Regions from separate parts of the Sus scrofa genome. Here regions 1 and 2 are each linked to region 3. Evidence: chromatin contacts called from public HiChIP or PLAC-seq data. All regions are on one chromosome and are shown on one strand. Each heading gives the region's core, a stretch centred on a gene start, on an enhancer-like site or on the middle of the called end of the contact. The rest is flanking DNA. Distances are from core to core; before and after follow the strand shown. Region 1 overlaps AFTPH (aftiphilin). Region 2 has its middle 60 kb from the start of MDH1. Region 3 has its middle 21 kb from the start of VPS54.

Region 1 (3,647 bases), core at 961-3,460, 460 kb before region 3:
TGAATTCTACTTTTAATGTGACTCTGAAATTTTATACATTCCAATTACTCTTGTGCCTAACCTAAATATACAACTACTATCTGAATGAAATCAAGAGCAAATATTTCTAGTCATTAGCAAAGAAACTAAGTTAAAGTCATTTGAAACAATGAAGCAAAAATTTAGCCTGTATGCTATTCATCCTCTTCTTTTTTTTTAGCTATGCCCTGCAGCATATAGAATTTCCTGGGCCAGGGATCAAACATGTGCCATAGCATTGATCGAAGTGGGACAACTTGAGATCCTTAACCTGCTGCACCAAGAGGGAACTTCAGTACGTTATTCTTTTTTAATTGTAAAACAAAAATATTTAAAAGAAGGAAAGAAATCACCCAGCATTCCATCATCTTACTAGGGCTATTTAATATTTGCTTTCTCCTTGAGTCCTAATCCACAAACACACAATTGCAATTATAGCATATGTATAATTTTGTATTCTTTTTTCAGATTTTAAGTATTTCCTCATCCACATATATATCTTTTTCAATGGCTATATAATGTTCTATTGGATGAACGCATCATCCTTTATTTAGCAATAATCCTACAGTTGCTGCTTTTTTGGCCATGCCCACAGCACGGAGGTTCCCAGGCCAGGACTCCTGGTAAAAAATGGAATGGCCATTTTGATAGGTTTTATCACAAGTAAAACTACATTCACAGTTTGCTGGAGGGTAGGGGAAAGACTTATAGATGAAACAGAGGCAATTCTTCTTCTTTTTTTTTTTTTTGCTTTCTAGGGCCATATCTGTGGCACATGGCGGTTCCCAGGCTAGGGGTTGAATTGGAGCTACAGCTGCCGGCCTACGCCACAGCCACAGCAACTCAGGATCCAAGCCGCATCTGTAACCTACACCACAGCTCATGGTAACACCAGATCCTTAACCACTGAATGAGACCAGGGATTGAACCCACAACCTCATGGTTCCTAGTTGGTTTCGTTTCCGCTGCACCACAACGGCAACTCCAAAACAGATACAATTTTTAAGTCCAGGAAAAAGGTGTACTATAAAGAAAATAGTGGCTTAGCTATGAACATTATTTACATGATTATACTAATGAAAATGACAAATAACAAAAACCATAGCCAAAAACTATGATATACTGGAAAGACAAAGGGAGGAGAAAAGCAGATGTAAGACCCAGATTCTCATCTATCATGCTAGGAAATCAAAAAATAATATGTAAAACTGACTGATTAGAATACTGACTTAGAATTTTTTTTTCTTTTTAGAGCCACACCTGTGGCATATGTAAATTCTCAGGCTAGAGGTTGAATCAGAGCTGCACCTGCTGACCAACACCACAGCTATAGCAGTGCAGGATCCGAGCCTCATCTTCGACCTACACCAAGGCTCGCGGCAGTGCTGGATCCTTAACCCACTGAGAGGCCAGCGACTAAACCCATATCCTCATGGTTATTAGTCGGGTTTGTAACCCACTGAGCCACAAGGAGAACTCCTTAGAATTTTTTCAAAAAGGTCAAAAATAGAAAAGTAGAGAGTTTTTTTTAACTTTTTTTTTTTTTTTTAGCACTATGATTTTTAACACAATAATGTTTTAGAACCTTACTGGTTTAAGATAACCTTAGATAACCTTATAAATTAGAACAGCTGAAACCAACAAATATACATGCTATCTAAAAAGTGCCTACTACTTACCCACTTTCAGCTAAGGCCTCTCTTGTTTTTATTGGCAAGGTGCTTGTTTCTAGCAAGTGCTTCAGGGAAGTAACTTCTTCTTCAGTATCAGGGACAAATATGGAAGGAAAACATGCTTCAAAAATTCGCTCCAGGCGGTTTAGTAAAGCTGTCTGCATCAAAACACAAAGTTTATTTTCACTTTTGTAATTTAAATAATGTCATAACTTTGTCATTAACACATACACACACACAAACCCCCAGATACCCACTCCTTGTCCACTACTATGGGGCAGAGGAGCTACCAGTCAGATATAAAAAACACTAAGTGAAAGAAGCATAACCACTCATAGAACAGCTTTAAGTAATTGTGGTAATACAGTGGTGACAAATAAATGCCAAACAGAGTTCCTGTTGTGGAACGAATCCAACTAGTAACCATGAGGTTGCAGCTTTGACCCCTAGCCTCCCTCAGCGGGTTGGGGATCTGGAGCTGTCGTGAGCTGTGATGTAGGTTGCAGATGTGGCAACCTAGTAACCATGAGGTTGCAGCTTTGACCCCTAGCCTCCCTCAGCGGGTTGGGGATCTGGAGCTGTAGTGAGCTGTGATGTAGGTTGCAGATGTGGCTCATCCTGCGTTGCTGTGGTTGTGGTGGAGGGCTGGCAGCTATAGTTCCAATTCAACCCCCAGCCTAGGAACCTCCATATGCCACGGGTGTGGCCCTAAAAAGCCAAAAAAAAAAAAAAAGAAAAAAAAAAGTCAAGCACTATGCTTGGCACTTTATAAACATTATCTTACTTAATCCACCAAAAATTCTACAAAGAAGAAATTACTATCCCATTGTACAATCTCAAAGTTTAAATAATCTGCCCAAATAATCTGTTTTGCCCAAAGCAAAAAAAAAAAAACAAAACAAAACAAAACAAAAAAACAAACCAAAAACCAAAAACCAAAAAAAGAAAAAAGCAAAATAAACTAGACAGTATTCATATTCTTTTTGCCACACTGGGATGTTTCTTACTACCACTCACATACTATATATTTAGAACAATAAGACTGGATGCTTACAAAATGTATTATGCTATTATAGTTGAACAGAATCTGGACAAAAACATTTGAATTTTGAAAGACTTTTAGAAATATCTCTGCTGGAGTTCCCGTCGTGGTGCAGTGGTTAACAAATCCGACTAGGAACCATGAGGTTGCGGGTTCGGTCCCTGCCCTTGCTCAGTGGGTTAAGGATCCAGTATTGCCTGTGAGCTGTGGTGTAGGTTGCAGATGCGGCTCGGATCCCGCGTTGCTGTGGCTCTGGCGTAGGCTGGCGGCTACAGCTCCGATTAGACCCCTAGCCTGGAAACCTCCATATGCCACAGAAGCAGCCCAAAGAAATAGCAAAAAGACAAAAAAAAAAAAAAAATCTCTGCTGCTAACAGAACAACTAAAGTAGGAAAGAATGCCTCAGTTTTTACTACGAAATTCAATACCTCATTTATCATTTTGATGATCTGCTATCTTTTAGAAATATCATTTTTATACTGTTCTATGGCATGTATATATGTACTTCTGAATAGCACACTGCTGTACCTTCAAGCAAAGTCTGCATATTCCCTAGAATATTTTCATTGAGAACACTGGCATTTTGGAGTATTCTTATTAATTAAAACTTGATGGATTTAGATTAACTTACATTTTCAGGGTATCACTAGATTTAGTCTACAAGTGCAACCTACAATAGCATTTATTCCCACTTTTCTAACTTTATTTCAGATACATGTAAAATATTTTCAATTTACTACTTTAAATATCAATTAGGAATACAAACTATGAAGTTAAAGCTTGTGGAAGGATTAAGTATACTACAGAAGTGACACCTAGTGTAAAAGAAAATGCCAAATCATGATGGTACTTTCTGCCAAGTGACAAAAAAAGTTAATGCTTGATTTGTTGTTTAGTATTGTCAGCAAAAAGAA
Region 2 (3,786 bases), core at 829-3,328, 370 kb after region 3:
TTTATAGCTTTATGAGCATTTTTGTAACAATTACTTTGAATTCTTTGTCAGGTAATTCATGTATCTCCATTTCTTTGGGGTCAGTTGCTGAATGTTTACTATGTTCCTTTGGTAGTGTTATGATTCCTTGATTCTTTTTGATCCATATAATCTTTTGTAGGTGTCTGCACATTTGAAGAAGCAGTCATTTCTTCCACTCTTTATGGGCTGACCAGTTAGGAAAAAACCTTCAACTGAGAGTGGGGGAACACTGGAGCATGGTGTAATGTGGTACAGAGTACAAGTGTGGGTATATATGTGACTCCAGTTCTGAGGAAGCATCATGGCTCTTTGGCTTAAGCTGCTGAAGATCACAGCATCAACATCTGTGTGGCCCTTGGCTAGTACTGTATAGGGGTCTGTAGCTGTTGGGGCTGTTGGGTTCCTCAGTAGCACCTCTAGGTCCAGATGCTAGGGATCAGGGTAGGCAGCAGTGGTACCTAGAGCTGGTGGTGTGCACACACTCACCTGTAGGAGCCAGCTGTAGGTGCCTATATGCTGGCAGGGGCCTAAAGCAGATACACACATGGTAGCAGGGCAGGGGCTGGGGCTCAGCAATCAGAAAGGGCCAGGACCAACTGTGAGTAAAGCTGGCAGCTCCCAGCTATTCATATACACTACTGTGTTTGCTGGGTCTTACCACAGGAACAGTGGAGGTCAATGTTGGGAGTCAGGTTGGGGTTTGCAGGTACACAGCTAAGAGGACCTAGCTGCAGATGAATCTCATGGTGCAGGCCAGTGACAGGAAACAGGGTGAGCATACACTTCTGGGACTGCAGGATCTTACCACAGGTGTGCACACATCAGCGGAGGCTGATGACGGGTGTTAGGCTGGCAGCATACAGATACACAACTAGAGGGGCTAGCCCTGAGTATGCACAACACTGATTGATAGGGCAAAGCTATGAGAGTCTAGGGTGGTTCTTGCACTCATGTAGCTGCAGAGGCCTGGACTGGCTGCCTGTGCAGGTCTTAGGCTTCAGCAGGGTTATGGGGAGGAAGTTGGAGAAGCCCCAAGTTCAGTGAGTTCAGCCCAGATTCTAAGAAATTCCCTGCCTGGGTGGTAGATGAATCAGGCTGAGGGAGGTGTAGGCAGATGGGCTAGGTGGGTCTTGGCAGAATCTCTTCCTTCAGGGTGTTTCCAGAAGACATGGAAAGTTCCTGAGCTCCCAGTGAGCTGAAGAAGTGATGAGAAAGCCAGAGGAGAAAATAAATTTGGAATGGGGTTCAAAAGACCAAGGCAGGTGAAGAACACTCTCATGTTGACAAAGGCTTGCACAAGAACAAGGTGCCCCCCCCTCAGGCCAAGGCCTCCTGATACACTCAGGATAAGTTAGATCTCACACACACCCTGGCAAGGATTGGGATAGGCCCAGATCTCAGAGTTCATTGAATGTTTATTACATTTTAGACCAAACTGAGTTAAAACCAAGAGGCATGATTGAGCGTTTTCTATGGTCAAGGGAAATGAGAATCCAAGAGCTAAACTGAATTTAGTTATAGTACTTTGTCCTATAAATTTTAAACCTCTGTAATATTCTTTATGGTATATTTTCATCATGTAAGGAATGGCCGCCCCATAGCTTTTCTTTTTCAGAAATTATTTGACTGCTGACTTTTCACTCTATCTGATAAACTCTGAATCACTTTGTCAAATTTCCCAAAAGCTTCTGGGAAGTTTCAGTTCTATATATAAACTTTATAGTAATCTGGGAAAAAAATAAAACAAAAAAATTTTAGCCTGGTATGATTGCCATCAAAGAGAAAGAAAAAATATAAAGTCAGTCACATTATTCCTTTTATCTATGAAGAGAAAACATTTTTTCTCAGTTGCTGGATTCAGACCAGCAATGGAATCCTGGGACTTTGATGTGGGTTTGGTTTCTGGAAACTGGTGCTGGAATTAGGAATAGGGCAGGGGTGGCCTGAGGCTTTGGGACATGAAACAAATAGAGAAGCAAGAATAGTATTCAGGGGAAAAGTCAGACCTGGGAACCCATTGAGACTCAGGCTTACATCCAACAGGAACTATGTAGAAAACGGAACTGTGTAGAAAATTAGAAAGTGGAACAAGATGAATTCATGAGGACAATGAGGAGGAGGTTTGGTAAGCTCACCTCAAATGGGAAAGAAGCTGAGTCCCAGGCCCTTGTGGAGCTCCTATAAGAGGTACAGATATGTGGTGGAAAGTGCTCCCTCATCCTCACAGCACATTCAGTATTGAGCAATGGGTTTGGATAGGCTACAGTGAAGGAGTAAGGATCGTGGAGACATATTCTTCTGATGTCCTGTTATGAGAGCCTTTTGTCGAGAGCATCGCTGACCAGCAGCCTCCAGCAGCTCCCATTCAGTGACTGGGCACCGTGGGGGTGCCCAGGTCAGGCCCTGCTTACCCAGTGGGGGATTCCTTTGATGGACAACTTTGACTCTGGAACTCCCCATCAACCTGGCCAAAACATGCTCAGAACTGCCCTGTATTTGAGGGTCTTTCTGCCCAAACTTCCTTCCTTCCCTCTTTCCTTTCATGTATGTCAGGCCTATATTGTGTTGTGATGGCACTTCCTACCTTCTCCTGTTCCCTCCCACTCTATCCTTCACAGGCATTTCCCCAATAAATCTCTTGCACAGCTAATCCCATCTTGATCTCTGCTTAAAAACTTAGTATGGAACAACTGTCCAAGTGGATGTGATTCCTTAACATCTCTTCTCCATATTACCCTCCTGCCTGAACACACACATCCAAATACACATAGTCATACCTCAGTATCAGGGGTTCATCCCAGGACCCTCCACAATATAAAAATCCACGGATGCTCGGGTCCCTTATATAAGGTGGTGTAGCATTTACATATAACCCTGTGCATCCTTCCATGAACTTTAAATCTTTAAATCTCTAGATGATCTAAAATATCTGATATAATGTAAATGCCATGTAAATGGTTGTAAATGCAATATAAATACTATGTAAATAGTTGCCAGTACATAGTAAATTCAAGTTTTGCTTTTTGGAACTTTTTCAAATATTTTTGATCCAGGGTTGGTTGAATGTACAGATGCAGAACCCCCGGATACAGAAAGCCAACTGTATACATTTATCATACATTTATGTCCCAGGTGCTGTGCTAATTAATTCACATTCATTATCTTCATTCCTGCAGTTACCATATGAGGTAAATGCCATTATTAGTGATGTTTTAAATGAGAAAATAACTGTATACATTTATCATGCATTTATGTGCCAGGTACTGTGCTAATTAATTCACATTCATTATCTTCATTCCTGCAGTTACCATATGAGATAAATGCCATTACTGGTGATGTTATAAGATGAGAAAAATTGAAAAGACAAAGGCCAAACAACTCATGTAGTATGATACAACTGGACAGACATACCAGGTCAGATCTGACTCCATATGTGATGCTCGCACGCTTGTGCTCAGTGGCCTCTGGTGGCAACTGCAGGACCTATCAAGGGCACCAGTGAGAGATCTTAAAAGTTCTCATCACAAGAAAAAAAATAGTAACTGTTTGGCGACGGATGTTGACTAGACTATTGTCGTCATCACTTCACAATATATACATATCCTGAATCATTAAGTTGTATGCCTGAGACTAATATAATGTTTTATGTCAACAATACCTCAATTTAAAAAAAAAGAAAAAAAGATCACCAGGACATGTGTCTAACAGCTGAAAGACTCTCTCTAGTTCCTCCTGCCTTCCTTATGCTGTGATCTGCTCACCTGT
Region 3 (4,159 bases), core at 1,421-3,920:
CTAAAACAATATAAGCGTACCCTATCATCCAGTGATGGTCCTCCTAGGTATACACACAAGAAAAACGTAGACATATGTGCAGAAAGACTTGTAAAAGAATCATCACGGCAGCACTTTTTGCAATAGCCAAAAGCTGGAAACTCTCCAAACATCCATCAATATAATGGTTAAAAACCTATGAAATTTTCATGCAATGAAATCCTATTTTAAACCAAAGGATTGAGAAGAGTAAGAAGACAAGAGAGGTCACTCTGATCTTTCCCTACTCACCCCTCTTCCCATCCTTCTCCTCTGAAACAGGTCGTAAAGCTCTCATGTGAGAGGTGCCCTCCCTCTACCTGGAGGAAAGTGCCATCCTTATTTCCAAAGACAAAAGGTCACCGAGAAGAATCCTAAGAGGCTTGTAAGTCCCACCCCCCCCACACACAACAACCCTGGTTTACGACATCACCTCACACTCCTTAGCCTGTGCTCTCCCTCCCTGACTGCCCCTCCTCATGGATGCTAGCGGAGGGTACTCAGGTCTGTTTCTCCAGATCTTCACTTCCTTATGGGGGCTCCCATGTCATGTAAAATGTATGTTAAATACATCTGTGTGCTTTTCTCCTATAAATCTGTCTCTGCCAATTTAATTGTCACACCCAGCCAGGGACCTCCAGAGAGTCAAGGAAAACTTTTTCCTCCTGTACAGTAGTAATCTGGAAAAGACAAAAAAGGGGATTTGTGGAGTATTGGTAATATTCTATTCCTTACTTTCCTTTCCTTTCCTTCCCCCCCCCCACCTTTTTTTTTGACTTTAAAGCCTGAAACTGTGGCATGTGGAAGTTCCCAGGCTAGGCGTCAAGTTGGAGCTAAAGCTGCCAGCCTGTACCACAGCCACAGCCACAGCCACGCCAGATCCAAGCCATATCTGAGACCTACACCGTGACTCATGGGCAACACCAGATCCTTAACCCACTGAGCAAGCCCAGGGATCAAACCAGCATTCTCACGGCCACTAGTTGGGTTCTCCGCTGAGCCACAATGGGAATTCCTGGTAATGTTCTATTTCTTGACATGAGATGTAGTTACATGAATGTTTTCAATTTGTGAAAATTAACTGAGCCATAAGTTTTAATGTATATATGTTATACATTAAATATCCTTACTTGTTAGAGAAACATATTAATGTTTTCATTGGTGAAATAATGAAGTAACTAAGATTTTATCTTAGAAGACTTCAGGAAAATAATGAGGCATGGGATAAATGAAATAAAAATATAAGATGTTAGTTTTTAAGCTGTGCAACAGACAGCAGAAAGTTCATTATTCTGTTCCACTTTTGAGTATTTCAATTGTTTTATAATAAAAAAGTTAAAATGAGTAAAATTTCAATCTTAGGATAGGGAAATTTGTAAAACCCAAAAGTTGTAAATGAAAAAAAAAATGATGCCTTCAACATCCATTCCAGCCCCCTTCTTCCCTGCCTCCTATTGTAAAGGCTGTAAAGTAAATGCTGGCTTTGTGAGCCCCCAGGCAATGAGCCTGTCTATGTGACCTAATGCTGGTTTACTGAGGCGTAGGCAGAAATCAAACATTTTTAGCTACATACACAAGCAATACAAATACAAATTAAAATGAGACATCATCTATTTTTCACCTATTAGATTGGTAAAGATCAAAAAGGTTGACACCAAGTGTCAACAGTTCAAGGACAAAGTTGTTCTTCTACTCTATTGGTTCATATAAAATCTTTTGGAAGGGAAATCTGGAAGTATCTATCAAGATCTTCCTGAAAGCAAAAGCAACAATTGAGTGGTAAGAGGGGATAGGAAGGACACGAGTAGAAGAATCTATGTAGAGTCAAATTGTTTAATTAGATGACTGACTAAATGTAGAAGAAAGGGTACAAAATTACTGGGACATTAATAGAAATAGGAAAGTTAGGAATAGGCACTTGTTTGGGCACTTAAATAATAAATAATCCTATTTGAAATATGTTAGCTTTTCTGTTACTTCACAATGAAGGCAATTTTTGCAGTTGCTCTAAATCTAAAGCCTAGAATGTTAAGACATATACTCATATAGAAGATGAATAATTTCATCAAGCAGCAATCCAGAAATTTAACAGGAAACAAACTGAGAGAATGCTATTTAGCCTCAGCCATAAGCAGGACTCCTTAAAGAAAATGTATTTCAAATAATGGTTAGAAACTCCCCTCTGCCCCATCCAACTGGCAAATATTTGATAAAAATAACCTAGATTAGTGGAGAGGTAAGGAAGTTGATAATTGTCATATATGCTGGTGGCAGTAAAAGTGATAGCAACCTCTGGGAGACAACTTGATAGCATATAGCAAAAACCTTAAAAAGTAAGCCTTTAGGCCATCAACTCCAATTCTATCTGAAAAGCTTATGCAAATATTTTAAATGTAGTTTTTGTGTTTTTTTTCATCAATGTAATATAGGCACATGGTTCTTAAAAAATAAATTATTCTAAAAGACTTATGTGGGGATGCAGTTGGACCTCTGCTCCATCTCTTACCCATACTGCTCTTAAAGACTGCCACTTTCAATCTCTAGCTGTTTTATCTGTTATTTACCTCTTTGTGTTGAAGTACTTTGCTCATTCAGCTCTTTCTTGATCTAGTTTAAGACATCCTGTTATGGTGGTTGAGGATTAAGCTCTGTTACTCAACTTCTGCCCTCACTTCCCTTCCACAACTCCTCCCACTAATTTTATCATAATCTTTGAATGTCACATGGCAAGGTTTTTGGCAAAAATGCCACAAGGCAAAAATGTTCTGATTAATTCAGTAGTTAGAATTTACACAATTATGATTAGAGATAAAGACTTTTTTTCAAGCTTCATATGGCTAGCAATATTTTTTTCCAAATCTCCAAACACAAAACCATCAATCTATCAGTTCCATTTTTTTCCTCAAAACAAAACAAAACCCCTGTCCTCTTCATCTAATCAGGCTAAATACCCAGACTTTGAGGCATAATTGTTCTTCTAGGACTTCTTTCACCATCCTCTGAGTCAGCTCCCTGTTTCCTGGACTCCTTGTCATCTTTCTTGGTTGACTCTCTTAAATTGCTGAAATAGTAATTTCCTTCTAATAGCAATTTCCTTCTGAAATAGTAATTTCCCAAAGCAAATTTTTGAGATCATGAATCTCTGAAAATGTCTTTATTCTACTCTCACACTGTATTAGTGGTTACATAAAAAAATCTTAGCTAAACATAATTTCACTACAGAATGTTGAAGATAATATTCAGTTGACTTCTAGAATTGAGTAATACTAAGATGCCTAAAGTTATTGTTTCTTCTTCCTTTTGCTGCAATCATTTTTCCCCTTTTTAGAAGCCCTTATAAATTTTATTCTCAGTGCTCTACTATTTCATCATGTCATTCTTACAGGCCTTTTTTCATTTGTTAGGCTGGATGGCTGGACTATGTCAACCTGGAGACTCACCTTCTTCACATCAGATAAAGCTTTTTGGATTTTGTTTATAATTTTTTCTTCTTCATATTTGTTCTGTCCTCTCTGGAATTCTAACTAGCTGAACAATGGAATTTCTGCTTGATTTTTTTTAAGTCTCTTACATTTTTATCCTACTTTTCATCTCCTTGTCTTCTTTGTCTTCAATATTCCCTCCTGATCTGCTTTGGGGCTTTATTTCTGTGATAATATTTTTAATTTTCAAATATCTTTTTTTTTTTTCCTGTATCCATATTATCTTTGTTTCCTCCAAGTTCCTTTTGTGTTTGTTTCTTTTTTTTTTTTTTTTTTCTGTCTTTTTTGACATTTCTTGGGCTGCTCCCGTGGCATATGGAGGTTCCCAGGCTAGGGGTCTAATCGGAGCTGAGCTGCCAGCCTACGCCAGGGCCACAGCAACGCGGGATCCGAGCCGCGTCTGCAACCTACACCACAGCTCACGGCAACGCCGGATCGTTAACCCACTGAGGAAGGGCAGGGATCGAACCCGCAACCTCATGGTTCCTAGTCGGATTCCTTAACCACTGCGCCATGACGGGAACTCCTGTTTGTTTCTTATCTCTGATGTTTTGGGCTTGTCTTAATTGCCTGGTGACCCTTGGGCCTGTGTTCTTTTTTTAAGTGAGAAAAATCAAGTAAAAAATAAACTGAAGGTCCTTGCTGGAGTGAAGGGAAAA

The links. HiChIP or PLAC-seq counts read pairs in DNA pulled down with a chosen protein or histone mark.
Region 1: a contact with region 3 is called in an H3K27ac HiChIP or PLAC-seq map of alveolar macrophages. The contact joins two enhancer-like sites. A contact is called at or near these places in 1 of 47 Hi-C or Micro-C datasets (embryonic fibroblasts) and 1 of 2 datasets of contacts at active chromatin or transcription factors (alveolar macrophages).
Region 2: an H3K27ac HiChIP or PLAC-seq map of alveolar macrophages shows a contact between it and region 3. The contact joins two enhancer-like sites. A contact is called at or near these places in 5 of 47 Hi-C or Micro-C datasets (alveolar macrophages, fetal heart ventricle, heart right ventricle and 2 more) and 2 of 2 datasets of contacts at active chromatin or transcription factors (alveolar macrophages and skeletal muscle).

Annotation. Positions count from the first base shown.
Region 1 is chr3:77,376,556-77,380,202 of Sscrofa11.1, forward strand. AFTPH (aftiphilin) reads right to left here. Exons shown (of 10, transcript XM_021087452.1): 3 at 1,698-1,849. Among named protein-coding and RNA genes, the nearest start is that of AFTPH, 44 kb to the right of the region's middle. Within about 2 kb of position 2,211, at least 1 of the 83 cell types and tissues checked has an H3K27ac peak or open chromatin away from gene starts, as enhancers often do. A contact at or near this core is called in alveolar macrophages, where this site is marked.
Region 2 is chr3:78,201,088-78,204,873 of Sscrofa11.1, forward strand. No RefSeq gene overlaps it. Among named protein-coding and RNA genes, the nearest start is that of MDH1, 60 kb to the right of the region's middle. Within about 2 kb of position 2,079, at least 1 of the 83 cell types and tissues checked has an H3K27ac peak or open chromatin away from gene starts, as enhancers often do. A contact at or near this core is called in alveolar macrophages, where this site is marked.
Region 3 is chr3:77,833,256-77,837,414 of Sscrofa11.1, forward strand. No RefSeq gene overlaps it. Among named protein-coding and RNA genes, the nearest start is that of VPS54, 21 kb to the right of the region's middle. Within about 2 kb of position 2,671, at least 5 of the 83 cell types and tissues checked have an H3K27ac peak or open chromatin away from gene starts, as enhancers often do. A contact at or near this core is called in alveolar macrophages, where this site is marked.